2 separate regions of the Muntiacus reevesi genome follow, and region 2 is linked to region 1. A link is a contact called in public Hi-C data. All regions are on one chromosome and are shown on one strand. The core of a region is the stretch at or near the end of the contact, and the rest is flanking DNA. Distances in the headings are between cores, read along the strand shown.

Region 1 (6,334 bases), core at 2,379-4,878:
ACAGAAATGGAAGGCAGGTGAAGAGAAAATAACGCTGTAGACCTTTTAATAGCTCAAAAGGGAAAGACTCGGTATCTTCCTTCCTTTCGGTCTATTCAATTTTCATCTAGACTGAATTCTCCTTCCTCTTGTATCCTTCCACAGCCCCATCCTCAGATAACTCCTTCACTAACTAACCAACTGCTACCTGTACCCTCCATTCACCACTAGTATTAATATTATCTGCTATGTTGAATATCTTTGGCCTATATGTGGAGTGGGGTTTCCTCATGGGCTCAGCAGTAAAAAATTGTCTCCTGCACTGCAGGAGACACAGGAGACCCTGGTTAGATCCCTGGGTCGGGAAGATCTCCTAGAGGAGGAAATGGCAACCCACTCCAGTATTCTTGCCTTGGAAATACCACTGACAGAGGAGCCTGGCAGGCTACAGTCCAAAGGATTGCAAAGAATTGGACACAACTGAGCGACTGAGCACACTATATGTGGAGTACCATCTCCCCCAACAAGATACTTGATAGCACAAGTTGTTAAATAATATTTCTATCTCCAAAATCACTGAGGACAGAATACTACATACAGTTGACTTTCAGTAAATATTACCTCAAAAGTAGTCAATTGAAAGAAAAAGAAGTTGAACTAGCTGGAGGTACTTTTAGCAAATACTTTCATCTTGTCTCAACACCCTCTGTCCATCCGGAACATATGAATACTTATTATGCACAGGTATTTTTGTAATTCCTTCAGCAGTTGATATGATAAAAGAAAACAGCAGAAAGATTCACACAATATAACCTATTTGTGAAAATAATATATTACCAAATTATTCTTTTTCAGATAACAATGTTTGATTTCTCTTAAGCTAAAGGAGTACATGTAGTAACCCCACCACATACTGAGAGTTAGAGAGGGTCCTCCAAAAGTGAAGTGTATGTGTTTTGCAACAGATGACTACTTCCAGACTATTTAACTTATTTAATCCCTGTTCTCAGTAATGTTCTAGATTGTTGAAGTTGCTAGACAAGCAACCTCTCCACTAATAAGTCAAGAATGCATTTTGCTGTTTAATTCTTCACTGTGGCAAAGTAGTATACACAGTTCCACACTACAGTTGAAGGCATCTGAAATTCAAATCCTAACTCTACCACTTAGGAGACTGACATTGGGCAATTTCCAATGTACCTGAGCCTTGGTTCCTTCATCTGTAAAATGGAACACAAGTAATATCTACATCATGGAATTGTTGTGAGGATAAAAAGATCCATACTTAAATAGCACATTATAGGGGCTGACACTTAGCAGGCACTCAATTACTTTTTTTTTTTTCTCCTTTTTGCTCATACTGCTCGGCTTGTGGGATCTTAGTTCCCCCACCAAGGATTGACTCAGGCCCTCCACAGTGAAACCAGGGAGTCCTAACCACTGGACTGGCAGGTAATTTCCCCTACTAGCTTTCACTTGCCCCTAGTATGATATACTTACTGTTTCCTGACTTTTCTCAGTTTGGGGTGGAGGTGGGGGAATCTCAAAATCTGAGACTGGGAACATAACCTTCATGTACCTTACTTTCCTCACCCTACAAACCCCTTCCTCCAAATTATACTCTCTAATTTAAAGTAGGACCCTATTTCTTGTGTATCTTCCCCAAAGCTCCACATAACAGCAGAGGCTCCATACTGAATAATCTGCCTTAGTCTGACAAGAGGGTTCAGTAGACTTTGGTTCTAAATTCGTGTTCCGCCTCTAATCTGACCATCTGATCTTGGTCAGGTTATTTATTCTCTTTGATGAGTCGGAGGTGTCCTCAGGAGTAAAAGGAGAGTGCCAGGCTACACCACACCCAAGGTCCCTTCTGATTCTAAACTGGGAAAGATTAAGAGTGACCGTAAATCTCTACCACAGACTGTAAATCTCTAAATCCTTTCCCCCAAACGCAGTTCAAACCTCACTGCTTCCTTTCTCTGGACTCCTTGGCACTCTGTACAAATGTCCAGTGTCCACAGCAGACCCTGCGCTCTCAAGAAGCTGGGACCTCTCTGAGGAAGCTCTGGGAGACTCTGAGGCAGCTCTGGGAGATTCTCTGAGGCTGTGGTTGCAGTCCTCGCAGAGCTGCAGTGAGGACGGATGAAAACACGTACCCACGGTGCTTAACACAGTGCCTGGCCCAAGGTAACCGCTCGAGATACTTAGGCTAGTCTCAATATTCAACGGTTCCCGTCCCTCCTTGAACCTCGGTTTCCTCAAGGGTAAAATGACGCTGGACAGACCCTGCCCAAAGGCCCCAGGTGCAGCCCGGCGCCGAATTTCGTCCTCTCACCTCCCGGGCTCAGCAGCAGCTTCAACGCCTCCAAAATCTGCTCCAGACCACACTTTTCCAGAACCCTGCTGCAAGCGACCTGACTGACGGCCGCCATGACTGAAGCGCAAAGCTCTACTGGCCACCTGCGCATGCGCCTCAGCGGACCGGCGCCGCTGCCGGGTGGCGCGTGGCCGACGCACTAGGGGCGGGATCGACTTGTCTGGGAACGCCCCCTTTGGGAAAAAATGTATTTCCCTCGTCACCTGTATTTCCCTGGGGTTCAGTTCAGTTCAGTCGCTCAGTCCTGTCCGATTCTTTGCGACCCCATGAATCGCAGCATGCCAGGCCTCCCTGTCCACCACCAACTCCCGGAGTTTACTCAAACTCATGTCCATCGAGTAGGTGATGTCATCCAGCCATCTCATCCTCTGTCGTCCCCTTCTCTTCCTGCCCCCAATCCCTCCCAGCATCAGGGTCTTTGTCAGTGAGTCAACTCTTCGCATGAGGTGGCCAAAATATTGGAGTTTCAGCTTCAGCATCAGTCCTTCCAATGAACACCCGGGACTGATCTCCCCCAGGATGGACTGATTGGATCTCCTAGCAGTCCAAGGGACTCTGAAGAGTCTTCTCCAACACCACAGTTCAAAAGCATCAATTTTTTTGGCGCTCAGCTTTCTTCACAGTTCAACTCTCACATCCATACATGCCACTGGAAAAACCATAGCCTTGACCAGACGGACCTTTGTTGGCAAAGTAATGTCTCTGATTTTTAATATGTTACCTAGGTTGGCCATGACTATCCAAGGAGTAAGCACCTTTTAATTTCATGTAGGGGAAGTAAAAATAGCAAACACAAACTGTCAACGTGCACGATTTGAGAAACAAAACGTGATTAACTTCTGTATAAAAGATGAGAAGTAGTTTATAAAATAATATGAGTTTTATTCAGTATGAAAACATTTTGTCACCAAAACACTGAAGTAGTGAAGTAATCAGATGCTGCACCTTCTTATAATGAAGTTTGGTATGTAAAATAATTTTCAATTGTTGAATTTCTTCACTAGTGATATTTAAAAATAACTACTAAACACACACACCAATTGAAAATAGCTGCAAATATTGTTCTTGATGATATGATTTCTTAAATGGACTAAGTACAGCTCGCAATAAAAGCTCTATCTTTGCTCTATTCACAGACATTCCTGGAAAATTCAGTGTTAAAATTGTGCCACATCAAAATTGTGTTAATATGTAGAACAGAATGGTTTGGAGATATATCATCAGTAACAGCTTTTCACTTACAGGAATCTTGGTGGGACATTCAAAATTCATGTTGTCTGAAAGGCATGCTACAAATCCAGGACAACGTTTCTGAGGGCAAGACTAGCATGCCTGCCTCTCCTTTCCTTAAAAATCAGTAACCTCGCCTACCATTGTTACAACCGGCTCCAACACCCACTCTGTGAGACTGCTCCCAAGAGGCTGTCCTGCTTCTCTCTCAGATCCCTGTTGATGACTCTTTAGTACTTAGCTGCGGAAAGCCTTGGAAATGGGATGTGCTCCATAGGCAAGACCACGCCACTGGGGGAAGAAATGGTTCGTTTAACTCTCTCTCAGTGAGTCAGGCCCCTTCCTAGTCACTCCCATTTCTCTGGACTCCAGCCCTATGCCATCAGCCATTTCCTGCTCTCAAAGGTAACAGAATCATTTTCACGAGGCTATCTTGGGGAGTCAAAGTGATACTGTTCTCAAGTATTTAGCAATGTCTGCCACAGAGGGGATGCTTAATAAATTGCATCTGGATCTTCCTCATCTCTTCCTTAAATAAAACCTACTAAAACATCTTTAAATTGGAAACCACATTTTTCAAAAAATATTTATTTATTTGGCAGCACCAGGTCTTATTTGTGGCAGGTGGGATCTTTAGTTGCAGCATGTGGGATCTAGTTTCCTGACCAGGGGTCAAACTCAAGCCTTCTGCACTGGCTGCACAGAGTGTTAGCCACCGGAGCACTAGGGAAACCCCAGCCTTGCTTCTTCCTACCCCTCCATGCAACCCACAATAGCTTCCCCCTGACAAAGAGATTTTATTGGTTTCACCACATGCCACGTCACATGCCACATGGATGGATATCCTTCCAATAAATTGACCTTAGAAACACAGTTTCCCCTTCCCTCTATTCAGTCCCAACAGAATGACACAAAGTTCAGGAGTAGACATTTTAATATGAAGCTTCTCTCTCCATGTTTCAAATGAGCTTACCTACAATTTGTCTAACCCGGAATTGTGCGATCAAATAAAAGAAGTTTGACAATGGTGTAACAAAATTCTTTAATAAAATTTATAAAAAAACAAATATTTAAGAATAATTTTTGCAGCTTGAATTGCTTTCCTTTTCCACTCCCAAAGAAAATGCAAAATTATCTGCACCCACACACATATACACTCAAAACTATAGTGACATTCTCTACGTAGAACTACATTAGAGTTTAAATTGCTGAAAAATCAAGACAGTTCTAAGAAGTGGTTGAGAGATGTTCCTTTTCTTCTAAAAACAGTTGATAGGTAGGGAAGTAATTTAGATAAAATTCTGGTCTATGGTTGTCAAAAGTTTCTTAAAAGATGCATTTCAACTAAAGGAAGATCCAAATTAATGTACTCCCTACCCTCACCTTCCTTTGCTAACACCCTTTCAGCGAGTGTTTTCTTCCTCTGCAAAGGAAAAACAAATTGGATTTGAAAAATATTCTCAAGTTTCATAGCTGGAATTTAGGGCAAATGTGTCCAGACCAGCTAGCATTTTCTATAAATATCAACAAAAGCAGACTTGGGGATTCTGTGCTTTGGGTCCAAGGATCCTGGCAAGAAACACATATTGAAATTCCTCTAGTTCAGAATTTCCAGGGGGTGGAGGTAGAGCCACCTCAACTATCCTCAGCCTCAGTTGGCTCAATGACAGTCGCCCCTGCCATCTCCAAGCCCATTTTTCACATTTGCCCTCTGCTGTGCCCTCTTGCCAGCTTCTGTCTTTGGCTACAGACTTTAGGCACAATTCCAAGTCCTGGAATATATCACTCTTTCGTTTTAGAGAGAAATAAACATTAGAAGTCTAGTAGTGAATTCCCACTACTGGTGGGAATTAACCCTGGTGGTCCAGTGGTTAAGAATCCTCAATTCCCCTGTTAAGGGATGCAGGTCTGATCCCTAGTCAGGGAACTAAGATTCCCCATGTCCTGCACTGCGGTCAAAAAAAAAAAAAAAAAGGTTCAGTGGCACCTGAAACTCACCGCCTTTTCTGGCCCAGCCTCCCTATTTAGAACCAAAGTACCTTGTAATGATATTCACATGACCAGCATCCTTACTCAGAACAGGTTAACTGAATAGATGCCCATTACAAGTTACGTACTCAGAAGATAAAAATGAAAAACCGTTAAGCATTAAGGTCTTAAGAGTACACAATACCCACTCAGTACATGGCCAGCCTAAGACATAATCCTCTTTCCCTAAAAGGGCCCAATAATATCTGCACCAGAGAAATGTAATAGAATTCAGAAGGAGTAAGAGTGGATCTCAGAACACAGGACATCAGTGCAGTGATGGGAGGAACAAAAACACACAATTTATATATATATATATATATATATATACACACAATAGGGAAACTGACCCCTCCCCTTCCTTTTAAAAATGAGACAAAGCCCTTAAGGAAATCTGCAAGTTCCTAGCAGAATCTTCTGAGGCTGAAACCATTCTTTTGAAGTATTAAAATTTAGGGGTCTTTTGGGCATCATCACCATGTCAAGAGCAATGAAAGGAAAAAGATTCAAGGAATAAGTCTAAATCGTTATAGTACACAGATTAGATCTATAAAGTGGAAACCAGGACTATGCTATCACTGATCAGTCTCTTCTCCAGAAATGTATCCCAAGTGAAGGGAGCTGGCAAACAACCAGGAGTATGATTCCCGCATTTTCCATCACACGAGTGTAGGGACCCATCTCTCTTCCCATCAGTCTTGAGTCCCTTAGTCATCCTCG
Region 2 (6,837 bases), core at 3,859-6,358, 210 kb before region 1:
TTTCAGGATGAAAAAAAATCCAGGTAAATGTTCAGAAAGGTTTAGCTATGTAAGAAGCAGCTTTCTGTATTATAAAGATAATGTTTTGCCTGAACTTTTTTTCTAATTAGGAAACTGTGATAGCACTTCAATTTTTCGGGTTTTAACAACCTTAATAGTAACTGACTTCAAAATGACAGTTAAGATATATCCCAGATTTGGTCTGATTTCAGACAAACCTTTTGAGTTTTGATTAGGGCTCCCATTGTGAGTATGGGTTTGTTTTGAGAAGAAGGGATTCCTTTGCTACTCTGTAGTTTGTTCAGGCCTCTTGAAGTCATCTGGACTACTGTCTTGAGAAACAACAGTGTTTCAGCTTTACTTGCAACCTCCAAAATAACTCCAGGTCTTAAGGTTGGGAATGATCTGGAGTAACCTCAGATATTTCTAAAAAAATTTTAGATACTATTTCTAGAAATCTTGAAGCCCCCCCCCCCCCAAGACATTTTGTTTTTGTCTTTCCATAAGGGAAAAAAATAGGAGTTAAAATGTACACAATGCTTTTTAAAAAGCTTCTTTTACATAGCTAAAGTCATTTGACTAATGAGTACAGAACATATGTATTTATTTAGCTATGTAATAGCCTCAAAAACTTAGGTAGAAAAAAATTTCCCCTTCTATAAGAGGGGATAGGGAGTCAAAATAATTCATTGCAGGGAAAAGGTGTTTGATTTTTTCCATACCTTCCATCTCCAAGTCCATACTGTAGTCGTGGCTTTTGAGACTCCACTCTGAAATACATTGAATTTAAACATCTTTTTGAAATGTGAGATCATAAAATTCTTCCTGGCTCTACAGGAACTTGGAATTATTATTCTTAACCAAAAACAGTTGATCCTATCTAAATCTGGGATTAAACTCAAGGCTGTTGAGAGAGAGAGGTGCTGGGCAATCTTTTCCATTGACTTTTAGTTTCGTGATTTGATATGGTGCATTGGTCAAACTGTGCCTTCAGATATTGCTCTTGATAACAGCTGCAGTTTCTACACAAGCAGTACCTTAGAACAGACACTTAAAAATTGCTTTGGTTATTTGTAAATCTTGGAATGAGTTGAGACTGAAGAATTAGAAATCTCTGTTTTACAGAAATTTTTCATTATAAGGTTATTTGTTACCAACAGGATTTGACTTGTATTTTACTTCTTCACCTCTTTGTTTTCCTAACTTGCTCTGCCTGCTCTCAAGGGGATGGGGACAGATTGGACTGCATGTTCTCATGTTTTTTTTAGCTATCTCCACACTGGGTGAAATGCACCTCTGTTAGGTGTTTTGTTAGTAAAGTGCCCAGGTAAACACACCTAGTTTTAAGAACAGCTGTTTAGAGCATGGAGCAAGAAAAAAGAGTAATCTCATTCAGCCAATAGGATATTTTAAGGTGCTAAAGGAGAATTTTAAAATTCAAAGGGATGCGTTCCCCTGCATTATTTATTAATACTAACTTGCTAAATACACCCCCATATACATAAATACAGCCATATCAGTCCACGGGTTCCTGTGAGCTAGACTCTTGCAAACTGGATGTGAACTTCGTTTGTTGTCACATCTCCAGCCTCATTAGGTCTAGCACAAGTGTTTAGGCCACAGGATTCTTATTTTTAGGAGAATTGCTAGCTGTCTGCCTGTATCAATAAGTGTACTCAGGCAGGGCCTCCTACATAAGTGGATAGAGAGCCGTGTGGGCTTGTTGAAGCATTAGCAACAAGTATGGAGGTGCAACTACTCTGACCCAGCTATCAGACATCTGTTTTCCTTTATCCACTTTGACCACTTTTTCTTCTTGTTTTTATTTATTTAGCTTTTTTGGCCACACCTCACAGCTAGTGGGATCTTAGTTCTCTGACCCAGGCCCATGGCAGTGAAAGCCCTAAGAAGGCCACTATTTTGAAGTCTTGTTCTAGCAGGAGACTGTTCAGGAAATAGGGAATGCACCGAAAATATTTCTATTAATACATACCCTTTTTCTAAACAGTCCATACATTCCTACCTCAAAGTCAGAGGTCTTAAAGATTAATCTCCTTCCTTGCTGTGATTTTCCTAAAATGTGTATCTATGAGAACACTTTATTGCTTCTCTGAAACTACCTGTATTTTACTATCACTTACACTTACCAAGGAAAATACACTGTATCATCAGTCACCAAAAGTTTATTTAAATTAAACAAATATTGTAAAGCAGTTACCAGTCAAAAAGTAAATACAATTTTAAGAACTCATTTACAAGAACTCTTTCTTGATCTACATGCATTTATTAACCTTTAGAAACTTTACAACTTCAGTTTCATTTATTGAGCCTTTTTTGATTTATGGCTAAAATGTACCTACCTCTTAAGTTTTATAGTTATAATGTGGAAATGCTGATTTACTTATCCTTTGAAAAATTAGCTATATGTTAGCCTTCTAAAGCAGTTCCACATGTCTTAATAATATTTGGTTTTCATAATAGTTAAATGAAGCCGACAATCTAGGTTTTAGCCCTACAGTGACTTGTGTATGATGAGTGTCCACACTTCAGGCTGGAACCTGAACTTAGGGCTTCTAATTTTAAATTGTTAGTCTTTCTCCTTCAAGAGACCTTGGAAGAATATTAAAAGTGCTTTGGTTGGTCTGTTGATGGTGGAGGTACGGCCTTCTTACTGTCAGACCTTTGCTCGCCTGAGCCAGTGTATTACCTGTGGTCCAGGGGTATCACACTAGGCAGTGCTGCAGAAGGTCTGACTTATTCAAGCATGCCTTCTTGATTTAGCTCTTGCTAAATGCATGTAAGCAGTGCCTGTCTGATGCCTTCATGCCTTTTTGTTCTCACTTGGTTTTCCCCTTGGTTGGGAGGTATTGATTACAAATGTGAAGTCAGATGGCCTAGGTTTTTACGCTGGCTCTGCCACCTGCTAGCTGTGTTTGTACCACATATAAGCGAGAGTATATCCCTCAGTAACTTTTATCTGCAAAATATGGGTAAGTCCCTGTCTAACAGTAGTTGAATGAGATACCACTCATCATATATATGCACAGCGTCTGATTCATAGTAAACATTGAATAAATACTAGCTGCTATTTATACTTAAAGTCCAGTTATTGACCAGCCTCGTGATTCCAAAGTGTGTCTGGTGCTCAAGAGTAAGAGGTTCTGCTGTCATACAGGGCTGCTGGCAGTATATTGATACTTTTCCCTGGAGATTCAAAATAAAGATTGACATGTCAATAAGGAAACCTGTTTAAGCAGGTGTTTGCTAATTGTGAGCACAATCATAAATACCTGTTAACTTGTTCTACAGTTTGTAAACACTGATCTGATAACCTTGCACTAGCCTTCATCTATTCATTGGAAAGATTTGTACAGAAGTCATAGTTTAGATTCCCCATCCCTTCAGTCCCCTCGTCCCCATCAATCTACCTTTCTTAGGAAGACAAGTATAAGGAGCCAGTTTCAGTCAAAAATGTCCCATTTTAACTCATTCTTGTAGAGTATTGCAAACTGCCACCAGATGGGGCCATTGTATAAAATGAAAGATGAAGCGTCAGGGTTGTTTGAGTGTCTAAATGAAAGATGGGCAATGTGTTTGATGAGAATCATGTTAGAAATAAGCTTTACCATCCACTAAAGTCTGAAGGAACTTGTCCGTTCTCTCAGCTTTTAGTTCAGAGGGATCCTTTAAATCTTGAAATATAACCAAAGTGGCAGACATCCACTTACACCATCACCAAAGGAAAAAGTAAAATCTAAAAGAATTCCTTAGTTTTTTAGACATACACAGAATGGAAAATATAATGCCTCTGAGAAAGGCAAGTTAGCATACTGACGAGAGGGTGGGCTCTGCAGTATATGTCTTGGGTTCAAATCTTGGCTGGTTGACTAGTAGCTATGTGACCTTGAACACAACTGTGGTACCTATTAACTTTCCACACTGTAGTTGACCCTTGGTGATCTGAAGCAATTCTCTATGTGTCTAAAGCATTTAGAAAATGCCTGGCACACAGTATTAGTTATGATTATCCTAAAAAATATGTTTTTCCTTTACAGCTTCTCTTCCGTTGCTTTTTAACGACGTAAAGCTCATGGTGCAGATTGTTATTTCCAGGTGAGTAAATTTTGAGAGCTTTAATTTAACTTGAATGATTAAGTCTACATAGGTTTGAAATTTCCCTGGAAGAATTGGGGTCCTCAGATGCATCCGGCACAAATCCCAGCCTTTCAGTTTTGAGTTCAGTGCTTGGCACTGCCCAATTTCCCAAGAACTTGTGCTCAACAAGGTGTTCCCTTGGGCCTTGAATGGTGGTGTAGGACACTATGATTCATCCTTCACCCCTCCAAAATAGTGTAACCGCCAGCCCTTTGCTTGCAGTGCTGGGGCTGGAGGCCTGGCAGAATGGGTGCTGATGGAGCTACAGGGGGAGATCGAGGCTCGCCACAGCACTGGATTAGCTGGAAACCTCCTGGGAGACCTACATTACACCACTGAGGTGAGGGGACTTTTCTTTCCCTGCCTAATGCCTCAGGAAAGCAAGCTACACCAAGGTGGTGCTCCCAGGACCCACAGTGAGGACTGCCCTCAGGTTTGTTACTCAGGGTCTAGCCAGGCCCCACTTGTTCTCCCCTCTACCCCTGACCACTGCAGTAGCAGGGTAATTGAGCTTTGGGGAATCTGGAAAGGTCACGGTTCTGAACGTAGAACTTCTCTTACCTGGGGCCGGAAAGAATAAAAAGGATATGAGGGTGGGTTGTCCGTTGTGACTTCTCAGCAGTGGCAGAGGGAGTGGAGGTGTCAGCATCATCTCCTAAGAGCATCTCTGGAAGGCACCTGAATTTTGTGACTTTGCCCTGAATCTCAGGTGTCTCCTTCTTGTTCTGCCGAAGGGAACCCCTGTGCTGATCGTGGGGCATCACATCCTGTACGGGAAGATCATCCACCTGGAGAGACCTTTTGCCGTCCTTGTTAAACACACCCCTGGGCAGGACTGTGATGCACTTGACAGTGAGAGTGGCACCCGGTACCTGGTGACAGCACTCATCAAAAACAAGATCCTTTTTAAGACTCGCCCCAAGCCCATCATCACCAACGTCCCCAGGAAAGTATGAAAGAGCCTCGGATTTTCCCTCGAGAGCGGCCAACTCCTTGGACTCGTGCCCCCCTGCCACCTCGAGGACGGCTGGACGGTTCCCTGGGACCCCAGGGGGGTCCTGTTCTAAACACAGGCCACCCACTGGGCATGAACTCTGATCCCTTCCTTATGGCAGGCAGTTCTCTTGGTGGAAATTTGGCCCCGTTTCCAAGGAACCCCACTCCTTTTCCCACTTCATCAGGCTCACTGGCTTCAAATCCAGCACCTTTCCCTGCTGGTGCTCGTGACCCGGGCCTGGCTTCTTTCCCAAGAGGGATGAACCCCACTGGCACAGGTGCAGTTTCTTTCCCAAGGCCAGGTGGTCTCTTGGGCCCAAGCCCAGGGTCAACTCTGAATCCTAGGGCAGGGGCTCTTCCAGGCCCAGGGCCTCTGTCTAACCCAAGGCTAGGGGGTCTCCCAGGGCCAGGTCCAGTGTCCAACCCAAGGCCAAGTGGTCTTCTGGGAACAGGTCCTGACCTCAGAAGTGGTGGCCCCATGGGCCCTGGATCTGGACCCAGCCTGAGAGCAGGTGTCCTGTTGACTTCTGGAAATGGTCCTCCCAATCCTAGACCTGTTGGCCTGGGCCCTGGACCGAGTCCCAGTCTGAGGTCAGGCTTTGTAGGTACAAACCCTGCCCCGAGGTCAAGTATGTTTCCAGGTCCTGGCCTTGGGCCCAACCCAAGATCAAGTGGCCTGGGCCCAGGCCTTGGGCCTAATCCAAGGGCAGGTGGCCTGGGCCCAGGCCCTAATCTGGATGCCAGAGCAGGTGGCCTCTTGGGCACAGGATCTGGTCTTAACTTAAGAATGGCTGGGCCTCAAGGCCTAGATCTTGCTCCCATTCTAAGAGCAGCAGGTCTTTTAGGAGCAAATTCAGCTTCTTTCTCACAGGCTTCTGGAAACATGGGCACAAGCCCATCTTCCATGGCCAGACTTCCTGGCCCCATAGGCCCAAATTCAGGGCCTGGCTCTCGGGGAATTAGCCTTCCAGGGCCAAATCCATCTCCCCTGTCAAGGGCTCCTGGCCCCATTGGCCCTAATTCAGCTCATTTTGCAAGGCCTGCTGGCCCTATGGGAGTAAATGCTAATCCCTTTCCAAGGGGGACAGGTTCAGGGGGGTTGAACCCAGCTGCCTTCTCTCAGTCTTCTAACACATTGGCTTCAAACCCAATTAACTTCCAGCGGGCTGCTGGCCTCCAGGGTTCAAGTCCAGCAGTTTTCCCAAGAGCCTCTGGGCCACTAGGTCCCAACCCAGCTAACTTCCCAAGGGCCACTGGCTTACAGGGTCCAAGTCCAGCTACCTTCCCCAGGTCTACTGGCCCATTAGGCCCTGGTCCGGTTACCTTCCCCAGGCCAGCTCCAGGGCCCCTAGGCTCTTCGCCAGCAGGCCCCGTGGGTATCAACCCAGCTCCTTTTGCAAGGCCAACTGGGACCCTGGGTGTAAATCCAGCTTCCTTTCCAAGAATGAATGGCCCTGTGAGCAAGACTTTGGTTCCATTTCCTAGAGTGGGGAGCCTCCCTGGCACAAACCCAGCTGCTTTCCCCAGACCAGGGGGTCCAATGGCTGCAATGTACCCAAATGGAATGTTACCCCCTTAAACACCATTTTCTCTCCAGGACCACCTTGGTTTCCAGGCACTGTGGTTCTGGGCAGGTGAAGAAATAGATATGGAACTACAGTCTGAAGTACATACCTGGGGCTCAAG

What was found. A called contact is a pair of places that touch in the nucleus more often than the background predicts.
Region 2: a Hi-C map of muscle shows a contact between it and region 1, with 5 times the contacts expected there. The contact joins the promoter of DERPC here to the promoter of TANGO6 in region 1. A contact is called at or near these places in 2 of 3 Hi-C or Micro-C datasets (blood and muscle).

Annotation. Positions count from the first base shown.
Region 1 is chr2:248,537,889-248,544,222 of mMunRee1.1, reverse strand. It overlaps TANGO6 (transport and golgi organization 6 homolog), which reads right to left and starts at 3,628. Exons shown (of 19, transcript XM_065919341.1): 1 at 3,599-3,628; 2 at 2,315-2,495. The coding sequence starts at 3,628. CDH1 (cadherin 1) reads right to left here. Exons shown (of 16, transcript XM_065925624.1): 16 at 3,713-6,334. The coding sequence ends at 6,322.
Region 2 is chr2:248,748,438-248,755,274 of mMunRee1.1, reverse strand. It overlaps DERPC (DERPC proline and glycine rich nuclear protein), which reads left to right and starts at 5,108. Exons shown (of 1, transcript XM_065925636.1): 1 at 5,108-6,837. The coding sequence starts at 5,108. The coding sequence ends at 6,730. CHTF8 (chromosome transmission fidelity factor 8) reads left to right here. Exons shown (of 4, transcript XM_065925637.1): 2 at 4,056-4,113; 3 at 4,378-4,495; 4 at 4,890-5,111. The coding sequence starts at 4,091. The coding sequence ends at 5,111.